Regions from separate parts of the Mus musculus genome. Here regions 1, 2 and 4 are each linked to region 3. The links are chromatin contacts, called in public Hi-C and HiChIP or PLAC-seq maps. All regions are on one chromosome and are shown on one strand. The core of a region is the stretch at or near the end of the contact, and the rest is flanking DNA. Distances in the headings are between cores, read along the strand shown.

The links. Hi-C and Micro-C count contacts between places; a contact is called where the count stands out from the background. HiChIP or PLAC-seq counts read pairs in DNA pulled down with a chosen protein or histone mark.
Region 1: a contact with region 3 is called in a Hi-C map of myocytes, with 2.6 times the contacts expected there. The contact joins two enhancer-like sites. A contact is called at or near these places in 1 of 15 datasets of contacts at CTCF or cohesin (stem cell-derived epiblast-like cells), 10 of 484 Hi-C or Micro-C datasets (the HL-1 cell line, the N1E-115 cell line, Sertoli cells and 3 more), 2 of 115 datasets of contacts at active chromatin or transcription factors (astrocytes and embryonic basal ganglia) and 1 of 9 other capture datasets (embryonic stem cells).
Region 2: an H3K27ac HiChIP or PLAC-seq map of stem cell-derived neural progenitor cells shows a contact between it and region 3, with 9 times the contacts expected there. The contact joins two enhancer-like sites. A contact is called at or near these places in 1 of 39 promoter capture datasets (embryonic stem cells), 1 of 15 datasets of contacts at CTCF or cohesin (the NIH/3T3 cell line), 76 of 484 Hi-C or Micro-C datasets (the 63-12 cell line, the AML12 cell line, B cells and 47 more) and 8 of 115 datasets of contacts at active chromatin or transcription factors (embryonic basal ganglia, embryonic stem cells, epiblast stem cells and 4 more).
Region 4: an H3K4me3 HiChIP or PLAC-seq map of craniofacial prominence shows a contact between it and region 3, with 5 times the contacts expected there. The contact joins two enhancer-like sites. A contact is called at or near these places in 2 of 15 datasets of contacts at CTCF or cohesin (the NIH/3T3 cell line and large pre-B cells), 11 of 484 Hi-C or Micro-C datasets (3T3-L1-derived adipocytes, the HL-1 cell line, embryonic stem cells and 3 more), 12 of 115 datasets of contacts at active chromatin or transcription factors (the NIH/3T3 cell line, cardiomyocytes, craniofacial prominence and 8 more) and 1 of 9 other capture datasets (embryonic stem cells).

Annotation. Positions count from the first base shown.
Region 1 is chr7:112,916,195-112,921,215 of GRCm38.p6, reverse strand. No RefSeq gene overlaps it. Among named protein-coding and RNA genes, the nearest start is that of Rassf10, 35 kb to the left of the region's middle. Within about 2 kb of position 2,520, at least 51 of the 459 cell types and tissues checked have an H3K27ac peak or open chromatin away from gene starts, as enhancers often do. A contact at or near this core is called in muscle stem cells and myocytes, where this site is marked.
Region 2 is chr7:112,880,760-112,885,929 of GRCm38.p6, reverse strand. All of the region lies in intron 10 of Tead1 (TEA domain family member 1), which reads right to left. Among named protein-coding and RNA genes, the nearest start is that of Rassf10, 71 kb to the left of the region's middle. Within about 2 kb of position 1,844, at least 111 of the 459 cell types and tissues checked have an H3K27ac peak or open chromatin away from gene starts, as enhancers often do. A contact at or near this core is called in the C2C12 cell line, cerebellum, embryonic basal ganglia and 7 more, where this site is marked.
Region 3 is chr7:112,464,542-112,469,821 of GRCm38.p6, reverse strand. All of the region lies in intron 1 of Parva (parvin, alpha), which reads right to left. It overlaps Gm45998 (a long non-coding RNA gene), which reads right to left. Exons shown (of 2, transcript XR_001778261.2): 2 at 3,913-5,280. Among named protein-coding and RNA genes, the nearest start is that of Gm45998, 16 kb to the right of the region's middle. Within about 2 kb of position 2,026, at least 162 of the 459 cell types and tissues checked have an H3K27ac peak or open chromatin away from gene starts, as enhancers often do. A contact at or near this core is called in the C2C12 cell line, the HL-1 cell line, cerebellum and 10 more, where this site is marked.
Region 4 is chr7:112,806,365-112,811,744 of GRCm38.p6, reverse strand. The region is part of intron 2 of Tead1 (TEA domain family member 1); the gene reads right to left. Among named protein-coding and RNA genes, the nearest start is that of Tead1, 130 kb to the right of the region's middle. Within about 2 kb of position 4,079, at least 109 of the 459 cell types and tissues checked have an H3K27ac peak or open chromatin away from gene starts, as enhancers often do. A contact at or near this core is called in the HL-1 cell line, craniofacial prominence, muscle stem cells and 1 more, where this site is marked.

The DNA.
Region 1 (5,021 bases), core at 1,271-3,770, 450 kb before region 3:
GCTTTCTTATACAGTTGAGGTCCAGCTGCCCAAGGGCACCTCCCACAGTGGGCTAGGCCTTCCCACATCAATCATGAACTAGGAAAATGTCCACACAAACTTGCCTACAGGCCAAATCTCATGGTGTCATTTTTCTCACAAGGTTCCTTGTTGTCAATTGGCTCTCTCTGTGTGAAGTCAGCACACTTGGTAGAGAGAGATGAGCCAGCAGAGCACGGGCATAATCTGGGTGCCAGCTGTCCCGACAGAACAAATGATCTGACAGAACTGGGTACAGCCTGAGGGATTGCCGTCTTACACATATTCTCACTTACAGCACATGGAGGCGAGATGGCGTTCTTATACCTATCTTATTAGAGATTGGATTTGTGGAGCTGACATTGTTTTTTTTTTTTTTTTTTTTTTTTTTTTTTTTTTTAGAAAGTCAGTAGACAAGGATTCAAATCCATGTTATTCTACTTCATAGCTATGAGCCGTTGAAAAATTGCCCAAGTTGGAGTCCAGTGCCCTCCTTAGGAAAGGAGAGATGGCAATACAGACCTTGCTGGAAAACTGTCAGGATGAGAGGCAGCCCCATGGAGACCGATGCCAGCTACTTGGGAAGTCTTTGAAGGGGTCTGTCTTCTTTATAGGCAGCATAGCCCTGCACTGGACACCCTTCGCTGGCTCCCACTGTCAAGGTCAAAAGAGCTTTCGAAAGAGTTCAGGTTTTGCAGGAATAGCAACCACACATATGACCTTGACTGAGGGGTTCTGGGTTTTGCTTGTTCTGTTTTAGGTTTGGGGGTGGAGAGCATTGTTTTATTTTGAGACAGGGTCTCAATGCATCCCAGTCTAACCTTGAAATTGCTATGTAGCTGAAGATGTCCTTAAACTTGTGAACCTACAGTGCTGGGGTTACAGGTGTAGGACACTAGACCTGGTTCACAGTGTGCTGGAATGGAGCCAAGAGCATCATGTACAGTCCCTTGGCTTCAGGGTTTTTTTTTTTGTTGTTGTTGTTATTTGACAATTTTAGACAGCTGGCTGAATTCACTATGTTGCCCAAGTTGTCCTCGACCTCATGATCTTTCAGGTTGGCCTCCAAAGTTCTGGGGTTACCAGCATGTGCTTGTAATGGTTAAAAACATGAAGCCAACCAACCCTAGTAGTCTCTTCTATCCAAGCCGCCGGCTTCCAGGAGTGTTGACATGGCAGTTTGCTGCCCTCTGCTGTCCACAAGAGGAACGTACTAAAGTGGGTTTTTGTTGTTTTTTTTTTTTTTTTGGTTGGTTGGTTTGATTTGGTTTGGTTTTATTTTTTTAATTTCCAAGAACCCTGTGGCCCCAGGTGGCCCAGCCATACAAAACTTGCTCTACTTCTCTGAAAATAGCCCCAGAAATGGTAGTGCCAGGCCTGACTGTATAGTCTGAGGGGCCCAAAGACCTTGGTAAAATGTGTGACCTTGCAAGTTGTCCCCTGATTTCCATGAGTGTTACCCCTCCTTCTGCCTCCCTCTCCCCTCTTCTCTCTGTCTCCATCTACCCCTTCTGTCTTTCTGTATCTGTGTCTCTTTATGTCTCTGTCTGTCTCTGTGTTTCTCTGTGTCTCTGTCCCTGTATCTCTGTCTCTGTCTCTCTTACATGCACACACACACACACACACACACACACACACACACACACACACACACACACACACCAAAGACAAAACCTTTAAAAAGAAACACAGGAGGTTTTCTTTTTAAAACATGGTATTAAGCTAAGCTTTGGGCACTTATAAAGGTGACATCTTTATGTCCACCTGTGCCTTATGCCCTGAAACTAGGATGTCCTCATTTCTACCTGCTCCTGACATTAAACTCCTGGGCCACTAATCCCCTGAAGGATTTCCAGACGTTGCAAGATAGTAGATGGAGGTAAGTCTCTCCCTAACAGGATGGTCTTGTAAACAGAATTCTCTCGAGCAGACTCTATCACAAATCCAGCCTCTTTCCAACTCACTATTAAGGCCGGGGAGGGGGGGGGTAGGCAAAATCTCAGTACCCCCGTCCAGGCCCTGGGAGTCAATTCAGTCTTAGGCGCTGGTCCAGCAGAGATTCAGATGTCAATTCTGAACAGAGAAAGCTACATTGAGGACAGAGGAGACTTAAGACTATAGGGTGAGAAAATTCACTTAACAAAATTCTCCGAGAGATTATTCCAAAAGAGACCATGGGCCCACTGCTGTCACCTGCTACAAGGTAACTCGGTGTACATCTGGGGAAGAAGGAAAAAGGACGACGCAGAAAGACGCCAGGAGGGTTGGTGGGGGCGGGGCATGGCGCGGGCATCTCTGTGAGGGAATCTTGGCAGTGAGGTGGGGCAGCCTGGAGTGGATTCGGGGAACTGGTGATGTGTAAGGGGAGTGAAGCTCAAGATTAGCAGCAGTGGGAAATCACGCAGGCTCCAGACGGAGGCATAAGCACCCAGGGACCGCGCACACCGAGCCTCCCTCAGACTGGACCTGAGGGCATCACAAAATCAACTGTGCTGGTTCAGAGAATCCCTGGCTTCTGCACAGCTTCTATTCTTAACGTCTCCTGGCCACACAGACTGACAGGCAGCTGTCACAGGAGCGGGAGGGAGGAAAGCTCACAAGGTCAGAGCTCCTGAGTGACAGGACAGGCAAGGGTTGGGCATGCGCACACTCCACCTAGCGCCAGGGCTCATCTTCCGTGTCTATCTCTGTGGCCATGTGAAAAAGCCCTTAGCCTTGTTTCTTTGTCCTAGGGCTCTCTGTGGTCACCGTTCTCACTCTCCCTCCTCTGCCTCCTCCCTCCCTTCCCTCCGCCCCCACCTCTCCGTCTGTTTGTTTCCATCTTTGCTTTTTTCTGTCTAACTTTCCATTCTCCATTCTCTCTGCCTCTTTGTTTCCCATTAATGTGCTCACTGACGTCAAGGCCATTATGTGCATTACGTATTATTTTCCAATAAATATTTCCGTACAGCCGACGACAGTCGTCCATTTCTGTTGGTGGTTTTGCCCCCCCCCCCCCACCCTGTGGTTTTTAATCACTGAGTCTGTTGCCTGCCATCAGCTGCAGTCAGAGAAGAGCAAACGGACAATTTCACAAATAATCGACTCATGAGGTTTTAAGTTACATCCCAGTTTGAACACTGTGATGCAATCTCCAGCTGCTCCATCCTCCCTGGGGCATGACTGTTCCCTCTGTCCAGGGCATCCACAGTGTATATACTACCTAACCGTTTGTTACTTAGTAAGCCATCACCCTAACTCTGCTATATCTCCATGCTTGTGCTCAAGTCACCTTAACTCTACTTAACAGCATCCTGGAGCACCAGAGAGAGCATCAAGTGTGGGAGGATCCATCAACTCTGGGACTCTGTGGTCATGCTATAATTAGGACATCTTTGAAACTGCGGTTTCACACAGTCAATGAGAATCTTGGACTATGGCCCTCCTGAATAGAAAGAGAGAAGGGTATGCAAGCACAGCGTGACCTCTAACCTCATTCCCACCTCTGTGCCCAAATGTCCAGATGTGCTGACAAAAATTAATCCAAACTCCCTTTACTTTGTGACTAGATTCGAGACTGACCTCATGAGAAGACTCAGCAACTATAAAAAGGAAAAGACAATGTAACTCCCACATCAAGGGAACTGATACAATGTTCACTCAGTAAGACTTCTGTTCACAGAAATGATTACAGACACATCTGCTGGGTGGACGCCACTTGAAATGCAGCTATCCGACAGCACTGAAGAGTGAAGCCAGTAGGCAGGCTCTGGGAAAAGCCAGGCATGAAGCAGAGATGTTACTGAAGTGTGATCCCTCCCTGCTTCTGCTCTTTGAGCCTGGGGGTACCCAGTGGTGTATGAGCTACTGCTGGGACTGGTGAAAAGCAGCCATCATTTTGGTCCCTGAAACAGAAGGTTGCATTCAGAACGATGACAGCTGACAGACCAGGAAGGTTGGGAGCCTGAGACACCCTGTCCCCAGCCCTCTCTAAATGCTACCCAATCCTGCCGCTGGCTGACCCCTGAACCGAGCATGCTCAGGAAGAGAGGAAGCGTCTCAGCTAAGGACAAAAACACCTTAGAAAGAAGCCACTGCTACAAAATAAGGCTAGTTGGAATTCAGTGGAGAAAGCCCCAGTGAAGGTGGGCATGAAGGTGCAGCATCCCAGGAGCAGAGGGGAATTGCAACAAGTGAGCTGGGCTGCACAGGAGTTCCAGGTCAGCAGGGTCAGATCCTGTGTTAAAAGTAAGGGGTGCAGACAGACACTTTTATTGTGAAGGGAGAGGCAAACTGTCTAAATTTGCAGATGACAAGGTCCTATAATTCTTTACAAAAAGCTATTCAACTTAATAAACAATTTTACAAATGGTGGATACAGAGTCAGGCCACAAGTCGAATGAATTCCCATGTATTCACATGGGTAGATTAAAATGAGGTTTCAAGAAGAAAAAGGAAGAGGAGGAGGAAGGAGGAGGAGGGGGGAGTGGAAGAGGAGGAGGAAAGTGGAGAAGAAGGAGGTGGAGGGAGGTGGAAGAGGGGAGAGGAGGAGGAGGAGGGAGGAGGAGGAGGAGGGGGAGGAGGAGGGGGGAGGAGGAGGAGGAGGGGGAGGAGGAGAGGAATCACATCTTTTAAAAAGATAAAACAGGCTTTATTGTGATTTAAGGCTTTTGCTCCTCAAATGGTCAAGCTAAGAAACTGCAAGGCAAGCCAGAGAAGGAGAAAAGATTGGCAAGGCATCTATGCAAAAACAGGCTTGTATCCAGACTATATCAAACCCTCCCAAGACTCAATGACTAAAAGAAATAAATATGAGGAAAAGATTCGAGGGGGTCACTTCCTAAGATAAACGAGTAGCTAAGGGGCACATGGAGAGCACTGGGTCTCACTAGGTCATCCAGGAAGTTCAAGTTAAAACCACAAAGAGATGCTATTATGTACCTATCAGAAGGCTAAATGGTGAAGAATGACAACTACCAATTCCAAAGGCGGCATCCATGGCTGGAGGCCATGGGGAATGGCAC
Region 2 (5,170 bases), core at 595-3,094, 420 kb before region 3:
GGAGGGCAATTCAGACCCTCTCTTCAGTTTCGCTGAGTTCTCCTAGTCTCTCCCAGTCTCTCCAGCAGGCTCTATCCTAGGCTCAAATTACAAATCTATTTTCGTTAAGCCTCCCCCGGTGTTAGATTCTCTTCTATCTAGTCCAGATATTCCAGGAGCCACTTCACCTGTCACTGCCTCGTCTCTGTCATCAGAACAATGGCACGGGCAGCGAGACCTCGCATGTCTCATCTTTACCAGAGAGAGTGACATGAACAACTGCTGTGGAGCAGTGGGGACTGGAGCACAGCAATGCACATGCAAGCTGCAAGCTGCAAGCTGCTGTATTGATGAAGCACCGGCCACTACTTCTTTTAACTCCACAACCAAAACACTGACCAGGACAGAGCCTCAAGTCCTATCTACAGACACCTTCCCCAGTACAATCAATAAACATGATGATGGCCATCAATTCAGTCCACATGGGTGCAAATAGCAGGCTGGCTTTTTCCCAGGTAAACAAAGCAGGATGCTTCCCTGGTTTGTGAGTTCCATGACACATCTGGCATATAAGGTGTAACTACTCAGACAGATACAAACCCACCACTCTCCACAAGTCATGAGCAGAGACACATTATGGAATTTCCTCCAGAAACCAACAAAAAAGAAGTTACTAACACGCTGAGTGGATTAAAGGCTCCAAGATCTGTTTGTAGGCAAGTTCTGGAAAGCAGGGTAGGGGCAGAGGCAGGTGTCAAAGGCAGGTCAAACAAACAAAAATATACCAACAAAAATATACCGCTGGGGCTGGGGATGTAACCCAGTCGGGAGAGTGCTCGACTACTATGCATGAGGATTTAGGTTTAGTCTTTTGCCTTCATAAACCAGGAATGTTGGCACATGCCTATAATCTACACATGGGATGCAAAAGCAAGAGGATCAGGAGTTCAAAGCCAGCCTTTGCTACATGAGACACTTAAGGCATGGCTTCTCCTCATTGTCCTCTTATTCAATATACCTATTTATTCAAAGCTATGGTTCACTGTTCAATTTCATGGATTAGGGGTTGGGGGGGAGACCTGTGCTTTGGGGCAAACATGAAAAATGCAATTATCAGTCCAGTGTGGTAGTCCATGCCTTTAATCCCAGCTCCTGGGAGGCAGAGGCAAGTGGATCTCTGTGAGTTCAAGGCCAGCCTGGTTTACAAAGAGAGTTCCAGGACAGTCAGACTGTTACACTGAGAAACCCTGTCTTGGGTAGGGAGAAAAAAAAAATCTTTAAAATGAAGCCTGGTCTAGGTGTGTGGGATCCAGACCCTGAAGAGGGGACAGGGCAAAGGGCCAAGGACAGAGAAACTGTCCCTGCAAACCCTGTGGCCTCTGGAGAACTGGCTACAAGGGAGCTGACAGCCCACATAGAAAGGACACTTGGCGGTGTCACAGGCTAACAAGGCAAAGCTTGCTGGGTGAGTAAGGAGAGAACCCCTAAGGTAAAGACATAAAGGGGCAGGGGCAGCCTGTGGACATACCCTTCCAACTTATCTCCCTTCATTTTTGAGTGTGCAGAGGGCTGGGCAGGAATTATGAGGTTATAGAAATGAAAACCATCCAGGACTGTCCTTGACAAGAGCCAGTGTAATGGGAACTGATGGATGGGCCGTTTTCAAACCACCACTTTGAATCTCCCCTCTGCATCCTCTCTGAGCCATGATCAAAGGACCAAGATTTCAAATTGTGAAGCAATTTTTTCCCAATGGCAGCATCTGGCTGCTTGGCAGGCGGCACCAGGAGCTGGGCCTTGCTGTGGGCGGCTGTCCAGGCCTGCCACATGGTGAGGCTAGGCCAGGCAGGGCACGCCTTGCGGGCTTTGCAGCTGCTCCCACAGGCGCCAAAGGACAATTGCTCTGCACAGGGCAAAGGGGCCCTGAGAGACTGAGCTTAACTAGGGAGCGAGGGGGTAGGTTTGGAGAGAGCTGGCAGCCCCAGAGCCCTCCCACACTGCTTCATTTGCATGCCCACCCCACAGGATTCAGGGGTCTGGGCAGGGGAGGCCTGCGTTGTGCTGGACACCGCTCCAGTTAGACAGCCTGCCTATGGGGACAGGGAAGGAAGGGGCTGCCAGCAGGGAAGTGGGCCCCTGAGTGCAGCCATTCACTGGAGTCTGTGTGCCCTGACACAACACCACTGAAGCAGAGGCCACAGCTGTTTTAAATAAGAATAACAGGAATAAACTCAGCCAGCCTAGCTCTTCAACTTACTTCCCACTAATTATGGCATATATTTACATCCACAAAATAGACGATTTTTAAAAACACCACCGGGACCCTTTATTGTGCAGACTGCACACCCCCATTTGAATTTCATAAACATTCAGTACTTCAAAGAATCTTAAAAGCTTGCTCTAATTACAATAAGCCTCGTCTGAAAAGGCTGTCTGTTTGCATTGCAAATTTCCCACCAATGCAAGTATTCATTTACAAAAATGCAATTAATATTACCCACACAACTCCAGGTAAGGACCCACTGTAGGCTTCAGGCTGGAACTGTCATAGACTCAAGGTCTTAGCCCTACCAACTAAGTCTCTGTTCAGACTGCTTGCTTTCCAACTGAGCCAGGTAATGAAGTCCTGGGCGTCCAGCGGAGGTGGCCTGACCTTACCTAGTTCATCAGTGTACAAAGAATGCTGCCACTTTCCCAGGTTGTTGCTTATTTAAGAGGGACATTCCATCCATGAAATGTCCCTCTTAAATAAGCAACAACCACCAGGCAACCAATCACACACAGTGAAATAACAGCTGTACGTGAATAAGCTATAGGTTACCCAGTGAAACCTGCATGGCAGATACACATCACCAGTACTTTGGTACACAAGCGTTCCAGTGATCTCATAGACACTAGCTCTGGGATTTAAATTTAAATGGGAAGGCCTCAGTGTTAGTTACTCCCCCAATAATTCTACTAATGCTAATGAGTCATCTTTACTAAAAAGAACAAAAACTAAGACATATCCTCAAATGCTGACTGCTGTAAGAAAATGTCCTAATTGTATACAAATACTGTATCCATCCATGTACAACCCTCAGACTGGGTTGACAGGTAACTGGGCCTAGAGTCTGTCTCACATTTTATATCGTATTCTTTTATCTTCTTGAATTACTTGTAACTAACTTGTATTACTTTCAAAAGATTATAATTTTTATTCTTTTCCTGACTGTGTGCATGCACGACTGCGTACATGAGTGCAGGTGTACAGGGAAGCCAGGGGTGTTTGATCTGTGGGAGCTGGAGCTACGGGTGGTGCTGAGTCACCGACTGGGTGTTGGGATCTGAACTCTGGTTCTCTGGAGAAGCAGTTCATGCTTTCAACTGCTACGCTCCAAGCCGCCTTCTCTCTAGCCCCCTACTTTTAAATGTGAGACAGAGTGGTGATAATGGATCTTGATTGAGCATCCAACAGACTAGAGGGTTCCTTTGTGACTAAGGGTGTCAACTCGGTTTTAATGGAACTACAAACAAGAACAAAAAACAAAACAAGTGTGGGAAGGACATTGCCCCTCTGTCTGTCCCTGTCTGTCCCTCTGTTCAGTGGCAGCTCTCCTAAGACAGTGATAATGTTTAAACACACACAGGAATGGCTGCACCCTGTCCTCAGTTTTGCTAGCAAACACAGCCCAATGATCCAGGAGAGAACGCAGTTGAGGACTGGCCAGCAGCTGGCAGAGGGATTCTCCCAGCGTGCTCTAGGCAACTCCCAAAGGAAGAGATTCTATGTGGCTTCTACAGGTCAGATAACTGACTCACCTTTTCTCAGGTTCACAGAATTCTCTGACATCTGTATGGTTCCCAAATTAACCTCACTTTTTAAATTCCTTTAAAAAGTGGTTATGCAGGCATGGTGTTATATAGCTTTAATCCCAGCATTTGGGAGGCAGAAGAAGGCAGATAGATCTTCATGAGTTCAAGGCTAGACTAATCTACATAGTGAGTTCTAGGGCAGTCAAGGTTACATGATAATTAATTATGTAAAATTAAGTGAGCATGAACATATTGTTATTTATAGTGAAAAAAGCATTATTTAAAAATATAGTAAAGGGGCTGGAGAATAGAGGATCTTGTTTGAACTTCCAGCACCCACGTGGCAGCTCACAACTATCTATAACTCCAATTTCAAGGACCTGGAACACCCCACACAGACATATCTACAGGCAAAACACCAATGCACATAAAATAAAAATAAATGAATCTTTAAAAAAAAAAGGAAATAGGGTAATACATATCTTAGTTCCTAAGATGTAACTATTTACAATGATGTGGAAGGAAAACAACTTATTAAATGGACATTGGAATTTTTTATGCCTGGCAAGAAGATACATAATTATACATCTACAAGTTTTATAAAGATTTATTGTATTTTGGACTGGGCATGGTGGCTCATGCCTTTAATCCTAAGACTAAGAGACAGACTCAGGGGGCTTTCTGTGTGTTCATGGGCAGCCTGGTCTACATAGTGAGTTTGAGGCCAGCCAGCCAGGTGACACCTACCTCTCAAAAGGAAAAAGATTTTACTTTTATGTGTGTTTATACACATGCATGCAGATTTCTTTTAGTATATGTGTGTGCATGCACATGTACACTCATAGGCCAGAATGGGGTGTCAGATCCTCTAGAGCTGGAGTTATAGAAGGTTGTGAGCCACCTGATGCAGGTGCAGAAATATGAGCCCTAGTCCTCTGTAAGAGCAGCAGACTCTCTTAGCAGCTGAGCTATCTCTCCAGCCAGCCCCCAGCTCATTACTCCAATTACGTGTAAGAATAAGGTTTCATTACATTAAACGATCTTATGAATAGTTTGGGCTATAAGGTGGAAACATACAGCTCTCTTTACACAAGTAATCTCGACATTCTTGGGTTTTAGTAGGACTAGAAGTAGAAATCTGAGATCCTCTCAGAGATACTAGCTTTATCTGCATTCTTTACTGAGTTAAGTGCTAAAATTCACTTCCTCTGTAAATGTCATCTGGTTAAATTCTGCCCTGCCCAGCCCAGCCCAGCCCAGCCCAGCATAAAAGCTTCTATCGCCTGAGGTGTCCACACTGGTGTTCTGTGTTCTGCCATTTGCTTTGTTTGTGAGTCCATGAAATCACAGCACAGATATTTCTTTCCATAGAAAACACCTCAGGTTGTCTTGCCTT
Region 3 (5,280 bases), core at 777-3,276:
AAATGACACCTTTCTCTAATGTCCCATCCATTTCTTATCCTCTGGTGTCTTCTGGGTACCAGGCTGTGTTGGTAGAAGAAGAGTAGCAAGCTCCCAGGGAGCTTTCCAGCATATAACAGAATGATCAGTCCCACACCCCTAAGCAAGCCCTGGGGACTGCACCAGTTGCCTCAGGGAAAGTGGAGACAAAAGGAGGGCAGAGGTGAAGAGTCAACCAGACCTTGCCATCTTTCCCAAGACTTCAGAAGGGAGCCAGGTAGAGAGAATGAAAGGCATTCCATGGAGGGGGAGTCTAGTGCTCAGGAAGCTAGAAGCTCTCAGGAGGGAGAGTGACAATGGGCCAGTGACACATGCAGGGATAAACGGAGAAGGCTCTTTCTTGAAAGCCTTGTGTATCATTGTGTCAGCACTGACTTTTCTAAGCATGCTGTAGGCTTCATACATCATTTGATTCCAACTTCACAGACGCTACGTAGGCCATCCATGACCCACCAACTCAACGCAGCCTGACTATGAGGAGATGATCAGAAGCACCCAACTTCCTGGAAATATAAGCTCTAGGGGCTGGACAGATGGCTCAGTGGTTAGGAGCACTTGTTGCTCTTCCAGAGGACCTGGGTTTGATTCCTAGCCACATGGTGGCTCACACCCATCTGTAACCCTAGTCCTAGAAGATCAGGTACTTTTTTTGTTTTGTTTTGTTTTGTTTTGTTTTTTGCCTCTGTGAGCACTATATGAATAAGACGCACAGATATACAAGCAGGCCAAAAATGTTCATCACACCAAAAAAAAAAAAAAAAAAAGGCAAAAATTTTAGAAAGAAAATATAAGAACCAAGGAAAGCCTGAAACCTATCCCTACCACAAGGAGATTAGGAATCTGGGCCCACCTAAGGAAATGTGGTCCCGGAGCAGAGAAAGATGGTTCTTAGGTAAGAAGAGCTAAGAGAATCCAAACAAAGTGTGGGTGTGTCCTCTAGTGAAAGCTGTGCATCAGTACTGGCTCACCCACTGTAACCAAGGTCTCCCACCAGCGTGAGTCTACAGTAGGGGGAAGGGTATGAGATATACATGAGGACCCTGTATTAGCCCCATATATTCTCTATAAATTCAAGTCTTCTCCAAAAAAAAAACAAATTAAAGCCTATTTTAAAATTATTACTGTTCACCTAAATATCTAAAGGAAAAGAAATGAAGGGATCTTTTAAAAGAACAAAGAAAGAAAAACCTTTGAGACAGTCTTTCATTGAGCCTAGAGTTGTGTTTTCAGGCTACATTGGCAACCAGTAAGCCCTAGTGACGTGACATGGATGTTATTACACATGTGCCCACACATGTGGAGATCAGAGGAGAACTTTCTGGAGTCTGTTTTCTCCTACCATGGGTTCTGGGGGACAGAATTCAGGACACAGGCTTTCATAGTAAGTAAGTACTTTTACCATTCTGTCAAGCCAGTCTTCAGCTTCCGATTCTGCCCCTTCCACTTCCCATTGCCTGGGCCTCCCGAGTGCTGGGACCACAGGCTTGCACCACGATGCTCAGGCTTATGCAGTACTGGGGTGGCACCCAGGGCTTTGGGTACACTAACTGGGTGAGCTCTCTGCCATCTGAGCCTCTTGGTTTTACACAAAGGTTCCATGTGATGAGTCACTAAAAATGGTTCTACGGTGATTTTTCCCCCTGTTTTATTTTCACATTTGAAGCTAAGATGGTTGTGGTGGTGGAGGATCCTCGGCTGTGTCCAGGGAAGGAAGGACACGGGTTTTGGAGTGAGCAATCTGGCAGGCTCAGCGTGAATCACAGACTGGTTGCGGGCACTGGGCCCTATTGAGATTTGCCGGTGATGCGTCCAGAGAGAGGAGGAGAAACAAGCAAGAGAGAACCAACTTCCCTAAAAGGAGAAAGCAAGAGGCCTTGTGTAGGACCCCTTGGATCCAGCCACAACCAATCAAATGTATCCACGGCTGAGCCCCAAATGTACGCCTGGAACAGGCTGGGCTGGCCCTCTGCAGACCGGCCTGACAGCTAGTCAAGGGAAAACAACCGCAGCACAGGAGGCGAAGCAGCTGGCTGGGGCCCTGGCTAAGGGAGGGGAAAGGCTTAGAGGGAGTTTCCTGAGAGCTGAAAAGAGCTAGGGTGTTTCACACAGGAGGCTTGGAAGCTAAATCTTGAATCCCAGGCAGAACAAAGGAGATCCCACATCAGTCTGAGGGCCATCCAATCCCTGATCCACAGTCCCTGGACCATACTGACTAAGGGTCCTGGGACTGCATATCCAACCACGCTCCCTGAATTTTGTAGCTTCCCCTGGTCTCCATGGTCAGTTAAAATCAGGACTCAGTGTGCCACCTGGAAAAATGCTTGCTATCTGCATTCCTCGAAGCTAGGGACATGTCAGCAAGTCCAGTCACTCCTCCAAAGGCATGATATCATTCCACATAGCCTGGCAAGCAATCTCTCTAAAGAGACTTCCTCCTCTTCCTCTTCCTCTTCCTCCTCCTCCTCTTCCTCCTCCTCCTCCTCCTCTTTCCTTTTGAAACAGGTTCTCATGATGGAGTCCTATCTAGCCTAGAACTCACTATGTAGACCAGGCTGGTGTTGAACTCACAGAGATCTGCTTCTGCCTCCCAAGTGCTAAGATTTAAAACACTCACTACACCTGGAAAAAAAACCAGACTTACAATTTCTCAGCCAAAGGTTATAACAGAATGTGCTACAGTTAAGGATATTTGGTACAAAAATGTTGTTTGTATTCCTCTTTCTGCTGCAACCAATTACCACATATTTAGTGGCTTAAAACAACGCACATTCATTATTTCACAATGGTGGAGGTCAGAAGTCACAATAGGTCTCACTGGGCTGGAGTCAGGACGTCAGCAGGCCCATGTTCTCTTCTGGAGGCTCTGAGGAGAATCTCTGCCCTTCCCTTTTTCAGGTGCTGGTGGCCTCCAACATGGCTTGGCTCATGGCTCCTCACCCTGTGTTTACAGTCTGTCCTGTCACATATCTCTGACCTCTCGTCCCTGGCCACACCTCCCTGTAGCTCTCAGGTCCCTCTCCTCCACTTTTAAGGTCCCTTGCCAGTGTGGGCACACACACCTGATGATTCAAAATCATTTCTATTTCTACAGTCACTCGATTGATTACCTTAATGATAATTTGACTTTTACTGTTAATTTCTCATCATCATGAAAGGCCCTAGGGATTAATATGTGGAATTTGGAGGGGCCATTACTTACTGGACTGCCCTAGCTTCTCATAACCCATGAAAAACATTGAAAAGAAGAATTAGAAGATTGAGGTCGGGTGTGGTGGTGTATTCCTTTTACCCCAGTACTTGGGAGGCAGAGGCAGGTAGATTTCTGTGAGTTCAAGGTCAGCATGGTCTATATATATTGAGTTCCAGGACAACCAGAGCTCTGTAAAGAAAAGAAAACTAAAAGATTGATCTGATTCTTGGTGTCACAGTTTTCAGCCCATGGCAGGAGCTCCATCACTCTGTGTAAGGAGAGCGCCTCCTGACAGCTGCTGACCACGTGGCAGAGGGAGAGCTGGGGAGAGGACCCTCTCCAAAGACTCAACAGTGGCTTAATTCCTCCAACTAGGTCTGATTCTCAACAGTCTATTAGGCTATGAACTTAAGTGTAGACTCACACACTGATGAAGACAGGACTCCCATGGTTCAATCACACCTCAACAGCACCACCAGCTGGAGAGCAAACCTTCAACCCATAAGCTTTTAAGGGTGTTTAATCCTATCTGCCACCTACCACACTCTCGTCTTCTTAAAAACAAATCATAGTATTTATTTGTTTGTTTATCCATCTATTTATTTGTGAGTGTGTGTGCATGTGTGCACACACATGTTTGCCAAGGTGCACATGTGGAAGTCAGAGGACTCAGTTTCTCTCTCTTTTTGATCATGTGGTTCCAGGGGTAGAGAGATTTATAGGCAAGCACCTCTCCTTGAGCCAGCTTTCAGGCCCCACAACTGACCATGTCAAGTCAAATTACAGGAGGTAATAATCCTGTCTCCAAAAAGAAAAACAAAACAAAAATCCCCATTTCATCAAACATGGACAGTAACTATTTAATTTTAGACAAAGTCAATGAAGTGGACACCTCTAATCTTCAGAGCACAACACTCCCCTGCTCAGACCCTACACTGGCTTTTCTGTGTCCTTGAAAAGATTCCTAAAAGCTCCTTTTAGACTTTAGTACCTCACCTCTCACTAGTCTTCTAGCACCTCCACGTTGTTGCTTTTGGGGTCCTGGAAATCATGTGTCTGTGCCTGGAGCATTTGGGACATTCATCTTCATGATTCTCTGTGGTGGTCTGAATATGCTTGGTCCATGAGGTGGCACTATTAGGAGGTGTGGCCTTGTTGGAGGAAATATGTCACTGTGGGGGTGGGCTTTGAGGTCCTCCTCCTAGCTACTTGAGGATGCTCAGTCTTCTAGCAGCCTTCAGATGAAGATGTAGAACTCTCAGCTCCTCCTGCACCATGCCCACCTGGGTGCTACCATGCTCCTACATTGATGATAATGGACTGAACCTGTGAACCTGTAAGCTAGCCTTAATTAAATGTTGTCCTCATAAGAGTTGCCTTGGTCATGGTGTCTGTTCACAGCAGTAAAACCCTAACTAAGACATTCTCATAGAACAGTCCTGACCCTTTAGGTCTTGGGTCACATCCTCAGAGAGGACTTCTTTAGCCCTTCTGTCTGGTCACCTGTATGCTCCCCAGCAAGCCACGGCTACTCACAACTCCAATCATGTGTTTGATACTGCTGATCTCATCTACGAGGCCCAGATACCTGTCTATCCTGTTCAAAGCCGTATGCCTCACTCCTAAAAATAAGACTTGGTATGTAGTTGGTGCCCTATAAATGTTTGTAAAAAGAACAAATATGAAATGTAGAAGTGAGAAGGGACATGGCCAGCTTTCCAGAGTCTCTCACTTAAAACATAGGAACCATGCCTGACTTCTGAATTTTAAAAATCACATTAGTATTTCTTTTGTATGTTTACGTAGGGGCACAAACGTGCTATGTCACTCATGTGGAGGTCAGAGGACAATTTGCTGGAGTCAGTTCTCTCTTTCCACCATATGTATCAAACTCAGATCATCAGGCCTGGAGGCAAACACCTTTACCCTCCATCAGACACCTCGCTGGCCCCATGCTCTGCAGACATGCTCTGTATCATCTTATTTCTGTCAGAGGACATGGCTGTGAGAAGAAGAGAAGAAAGGATGATGGGCCCGGCTCCGAGCAGTCC
Region 4 (5,380 bases), core at 2,830-5,329, 340 kb before region 3:
TGTTTTTGTTTTTTGGTTTTTTCGAGACAGGGTTTCTCTGTGTAGCCCAGGCTGTCCTGGAACTCACTCTGTAGACCAGGCTGGCCTCGAACTCAGAAATCCGCCTGCCTCTGCCTCCCAAGTGCTGGGATTAAAGGCATGAGCCACCACTGCCCGGCTGCCTCTGAACCTCTTAACTGAACCATCGGACAATGTCTCTTCTCATGTTCTGTTTGCTTACTTTGAATTTAGGGATGACAATCCTTTGAAAGACACAGATGTATTAAGGTGCAGAACATTTAAGGAAAGTTTGGAGTAAACAAACAAAAATTTGCAACCTAATACACTTTTGTGAGCCAAACTGGAATGCCTAAAGATAGAGCCAGTGTGCTCGCTCCCTGGAAGACTAAGAGAAACAGGTCTACCTGCCACTCCCTCCCTGCTGAGCTGCAGATCCTCTCCCACCTATTGAGGACTGGAAAGCCCCTCCCGCCTGGCATATCAATTTAAAGGTGCTATGGCCTACACCTTACATTCTATTTAGTTACCTATTTCAAAGTAAAGAAACAAGAGTATGTAAAGTGAAATTCAAGGTCAGTGTAAGTATTAATAAGCGAAATTTAGACTATCATGACTCCAAGGGGGGAGTGGCAGAGCCCTCTACAAACCCCATAAACAAAACTAATCTGAACAAGGATTTCTTGACTATAAGGGAGCAAGATCTCAGAGACAGCAGGATAATGAGGTAAAGCATCCGCCCAGAGGGTGAGAGGGGAGTATGTGCCGCCAATTAACAGTAAACAAAGCAGATGTCAGATCAGAGGCCGGCACTGGGGGAATTCGGGAAGGAGAAAGCTTTCAGCTGGGCAGGGCAAGGAAAGGCAAGCTCTCCATAGGAAGAACTCACAGAAGAAACCAGAGATGAGCTGGGTGAGCTACAGACAGGGCTGAGAATGGTGAGGGAAATGGATCGAAGGCCAAAGCAGGCCCAAGGCCCACGGTTCTATTCCTAGCACTGCACAAACTGGGCACAGTGGAATATACCTGTCATCTCATCACTTGACAGCTGGGGGTTTAAGGATTACGGACCAAGAGAGATCATCCTCAGTTACATTGCAAGTTCAAGGCAAGTTTGGTCCATATAAGAAAAAAGAGGGAGAGGGAAGAGAGAGTGCATTTGAGTCAGAAAAAGACCCCCACAGGGTGGGGGGTGGTGGGGGGGGGTAAGCAGCAGTCTCCTGTCCCAGCCCTGCATCCTGGATCTGACACGGACCTGGCAGAGCTGGAGCTCAGCCAACAACAGAACAGAAAGAGGAAAGACTCAGTGGACACGTGGGCTGAGTGCTGCCCATGCTCTGCCCATGCCAGCTAGGTGGGCTTCTCTTTGAGCTGGCCACAACACCTCTGTGTGCAGACATTGATGTTTATGCATTTCATTTCAGAGAACACAATGCAGGCTGCTTTGATTAAATCACAAAAGCAGGAGGTATCTAACAATAAAGGGTTCAGTCAGCGGTGAGAGACCAGCACTGTCCTCTGGGCCAAGGCCCTGGGACCTGAAGCATCATTCCCCATGTCTGATGATGAGGAGAGACCAAGTCTCAGCCTTGAGTCCTTACAAAGCCCAGAAGTTAAGGATGTTATTATCAAAACTGCAGGCCAGCAGCAGAGCACCCAGTAGGACAGCCAAGACCATCAGGGAGAAGCTGTCTTACTTCCTGCAAAGCAATGGACAACATAAACTGAGAAATAAAGAGCTGAGCAGCTTGTCCATGAATTCAGAAATTAAATGAATGATACCAGAATGCAAGAAACAACATGTTAAAATCCACTAAAAAGCGGGCCATGGTGGTGTACATCTTTAATCCCAGCACTTGGGAGGTAGGGGCAGAGAGATCTGAGTTTGAGGCCAGCCTGGTCTACAGAGCAAATTTCAGGCCAGCCAGGGCTACGTAGAGAAAGAAGGAAAAAAAAAAAAAAAAAACAGAATCCACTAAAGATGTTAATGAAATAAGCAGTAGAATTTGCAAGAAATGTGAAGAGTGAGCCAAGTCCCCTCAAACCTACCTAGGTCTCCCCACCTGCAGATCACATTGTCTATCCACTGGCTGCTCCTGCCAATGGGGTTGGCCTCTGCCCTCATTTAGCTCATCTCTCTCACCCTCAACCAGGACATCATTCACTGAGACTCTGTTCAGTTTCCAAGGATAATCCCCTGATTCACAGAGCACAGGGGCGGGGCTTTTGCACATCCTTTCTCTATTGGCTCCCGGACTTTATCTATGTTCCAGGGCCTAGCCCTCTTGAGTGCTCAATCTCAAGACACCTCCACAAACCCATCTCAGCAAACCTCTCCCTCATCCAAACTGTCCATTAAAAGCCCTTGGCTGCCATACTGGGTGGTTCAGAGAACTGGAAATGGTCTCTGCAATCTGATGGTAACACCGTATGTTATGTTCCTATCTCAGGAATTGTGTAAGAACAAGACAGGTACAGACACCGGGGTAGGGTAGTACTGGAATACGCTGACTCCAGTGTTTTGTACATTGTGAATCCTGTCTACCAAGGGGTGGTAAGGAGCTGCAGACCTCACGTTCATACCTCATCATTTCTCGTGCAACAACGGAGCTTAGTGAACACAAATCTAGAAGGGCATTAAGGAACATTACCAATTTATATTCAAAATCAGCAAGAATAAGAACAAACCCTCAGCACAAAGGCACTGGGATGAGACGTGCCTTATGCTCCAATCACAGTTGGCATTAATGACTCAGAAGAATTCTGTATCATCACCTCCAACCTACCTTCCATGTCCAGGGCAGTCCCCAGTGAGATGGGTAAGAGTCTCCCCCAATGAGTGAAACTCAAAGAGAACTTACAAGGGAATAGAAAGGAGATGCTGGGATGAGTAACTCCTAAATTCTCATAGATTTTCTGGGCTGGGTACCATGAGAAACTGTGGGAAGTCAATGGTATAGCCAAGACTATCGTGTAGAAACTTGGGTATTATTCTGGCTCAAAATAGACCAGTGTAAAATGCTGTGTGCTGTGCTTCAGTTTGGGGGGACAACCCTGAAACAATACCTCCAAATGCACCTGCACTATGACACACTCACCAGCATCAACAAAGTGAAGGTAGTAAGGCATCAGAAGGCATGGTGTGGGCATGGCGGTGCCCACCTGCAATCTCAACACTTGGGAGGTAAAGATGGGAGGAGCAGGAGTGAGTTCAAGGCCAGTATCTCAGCTATATGAGCTACACCAGACTGTGTCAAAACAAACAATCAACCAGAAAGTGAAAAGGGGGGAAAAACATAAATTTTTCTTTCCAATATTTAAACAGCAATACAAACTTTCAGTGATGCTGCGTACATTCCATAATGGTATCATCTGTAGAACTGGTGCCTAATACAAAACAGAATTTAAGCAGCTCATTCTACTCCATCTTGCTCCCAAGTGTTTGAGGCAGGTTCCAAAAACCCAAGATGAAAACAAAAGGCAAGAATCCTACCAAAGAGAAGATAGATGTGGAGTGAACAGGAAAAAATGAAAATCAAGAAGAAGGTTTCCTGGGCTGACTGAAACTAATGAGAAAAAAACCCAAGGTGAGACTCATTCACTTAGAGTCGTGTGTGTGTGTGTGTGTGTGTGTGTGTGTGTGTGTGTGTGTGTGTGTGTGTGTGTTGCATGTATATAGGTACATGTATATGGAGACCCAAATGCCATATGTCTTCTTGATCATTCTCCATTCTGTGGAGTTTTGAGGTAAGCCTGGTCTACAAATGAAGGCCAGCCAGAATAATACGTGAGAGTCTGTCTTTAATGGGGCTGTGAGTAGGAGGTAGGGTTATATCCACTACTTGAGCCGATTTCCTCCTAGCTTTCACTTAAAATTTTTATTAATGAATGTTCCTTTTAAAACACAGACATACAACACACACTTCCAAATACACCTCATATCCTCATTTTTGTTGTTCAAATGTGCTAGGCATTGCAACTCATTAAAAAAAAAAAGGAAACTGTACCTTTAAGAAACTCAGCTCATAAACACCAGGCTTTGGAAACCAGGGTTCAGCAAAGAGGAGCCAATAAAAACCCTGTAACTTGAAACCAACCCACACAGCATAGGAAGAAAGGAGCCCAGCAGCGCCCAGTTTGCAGGACAAGAAGCTAATTGACCGGAATGTCTGCTGCATAAGCTATAAACTAAGTACATAAAGAACAATATGAACATACAGTTAAACAAAAAGGCCAAACTCTCCAACACCACACTGTGCACTAAACAAGCGGGATGATTGTTTGAGGAGCCGCCGGAGGAAGAAGGGATAATTAGCGTCCTTGTGAATCAAGTGTCTGCCAGGAAAAGGTCTCCATCCATGGAGTGGCCCTGGAGCAATGGCACCTTTTGCCCTTAAGAGTCAAGCTGGGAGTTAGGGGGATGGTTCAGGCAGAAAGAAGGACCTAGCAAATCCATAGCACCTAACCCGTGGTGTGGGAGTGAGGCCCAGATCCCAGCACTGAGACAGGACACACAGAGCTCACTGGCCAGCTAGTCTAACTGAATGGTGAACTCTAGCCCTATGAGATACTCAGGCTCAGAAAATAAGGTCAGAGAGCCACTAAGGAAGACACCCAACATGGACCTTGGGCATCTACACAGGCACACAGGCAGGAGACACATACACAGAGCCAAGGTTGGGTTTGCAGGACCGTTTATTGACAACCATGAAGAAGGTAAACATTCTTCAGGCAAAGTGTGTGAGTAGAGCCTCACACTCTACTGTGGCCACCTCTCCTTCTGGAACACACAGTCTTCAGGTTTCACCAGCTGCCACTTTCTATGACCAGGAAGGGTCATTTTCTCTCATTTATTGCCTCACTGGCTTGGGATAGAACAGTCTGTGCCAAAGGGGTGGGGGAGGGACCAAAGCATCCACCCAAGTCACCATGACACAAAGAGAGCCTACAACAAAATAGCATGTCCATGAGAGTTTATCCAGGGCTCAGAGAAATGGGACCTCAGATCTGCCTCATTCTCTCACTGAACATGGAAGTGGGTAATCTTCACCTTTCTGGTGCCTCCTGTAGTCTCCAGAAGAAGCTGCAAGGTAGAGAAGTGGGTACCTCAGGACCCAGAGTTTGCAGATCCAAGTTCAAATCCCCACCCTCCCTGAAGAGCAGTGTCCCCAAGCCCCTCATTTACATGGCTTTCCTTTTTGATCACGCTATCCTGCTCCAGCACAGTTGAAAGCACAAAGAAGAGACTTTTAATTTTAAGGCTCTGAATTTGACACAGATGTGAGCCTATTACTTCATCTATGATACTCAGAAAATGCCAGGACAGTCTCCTTGCTATGCAAGGGATGCAGACAGACAATCAGAAGGTGCAGTACCCCACTGA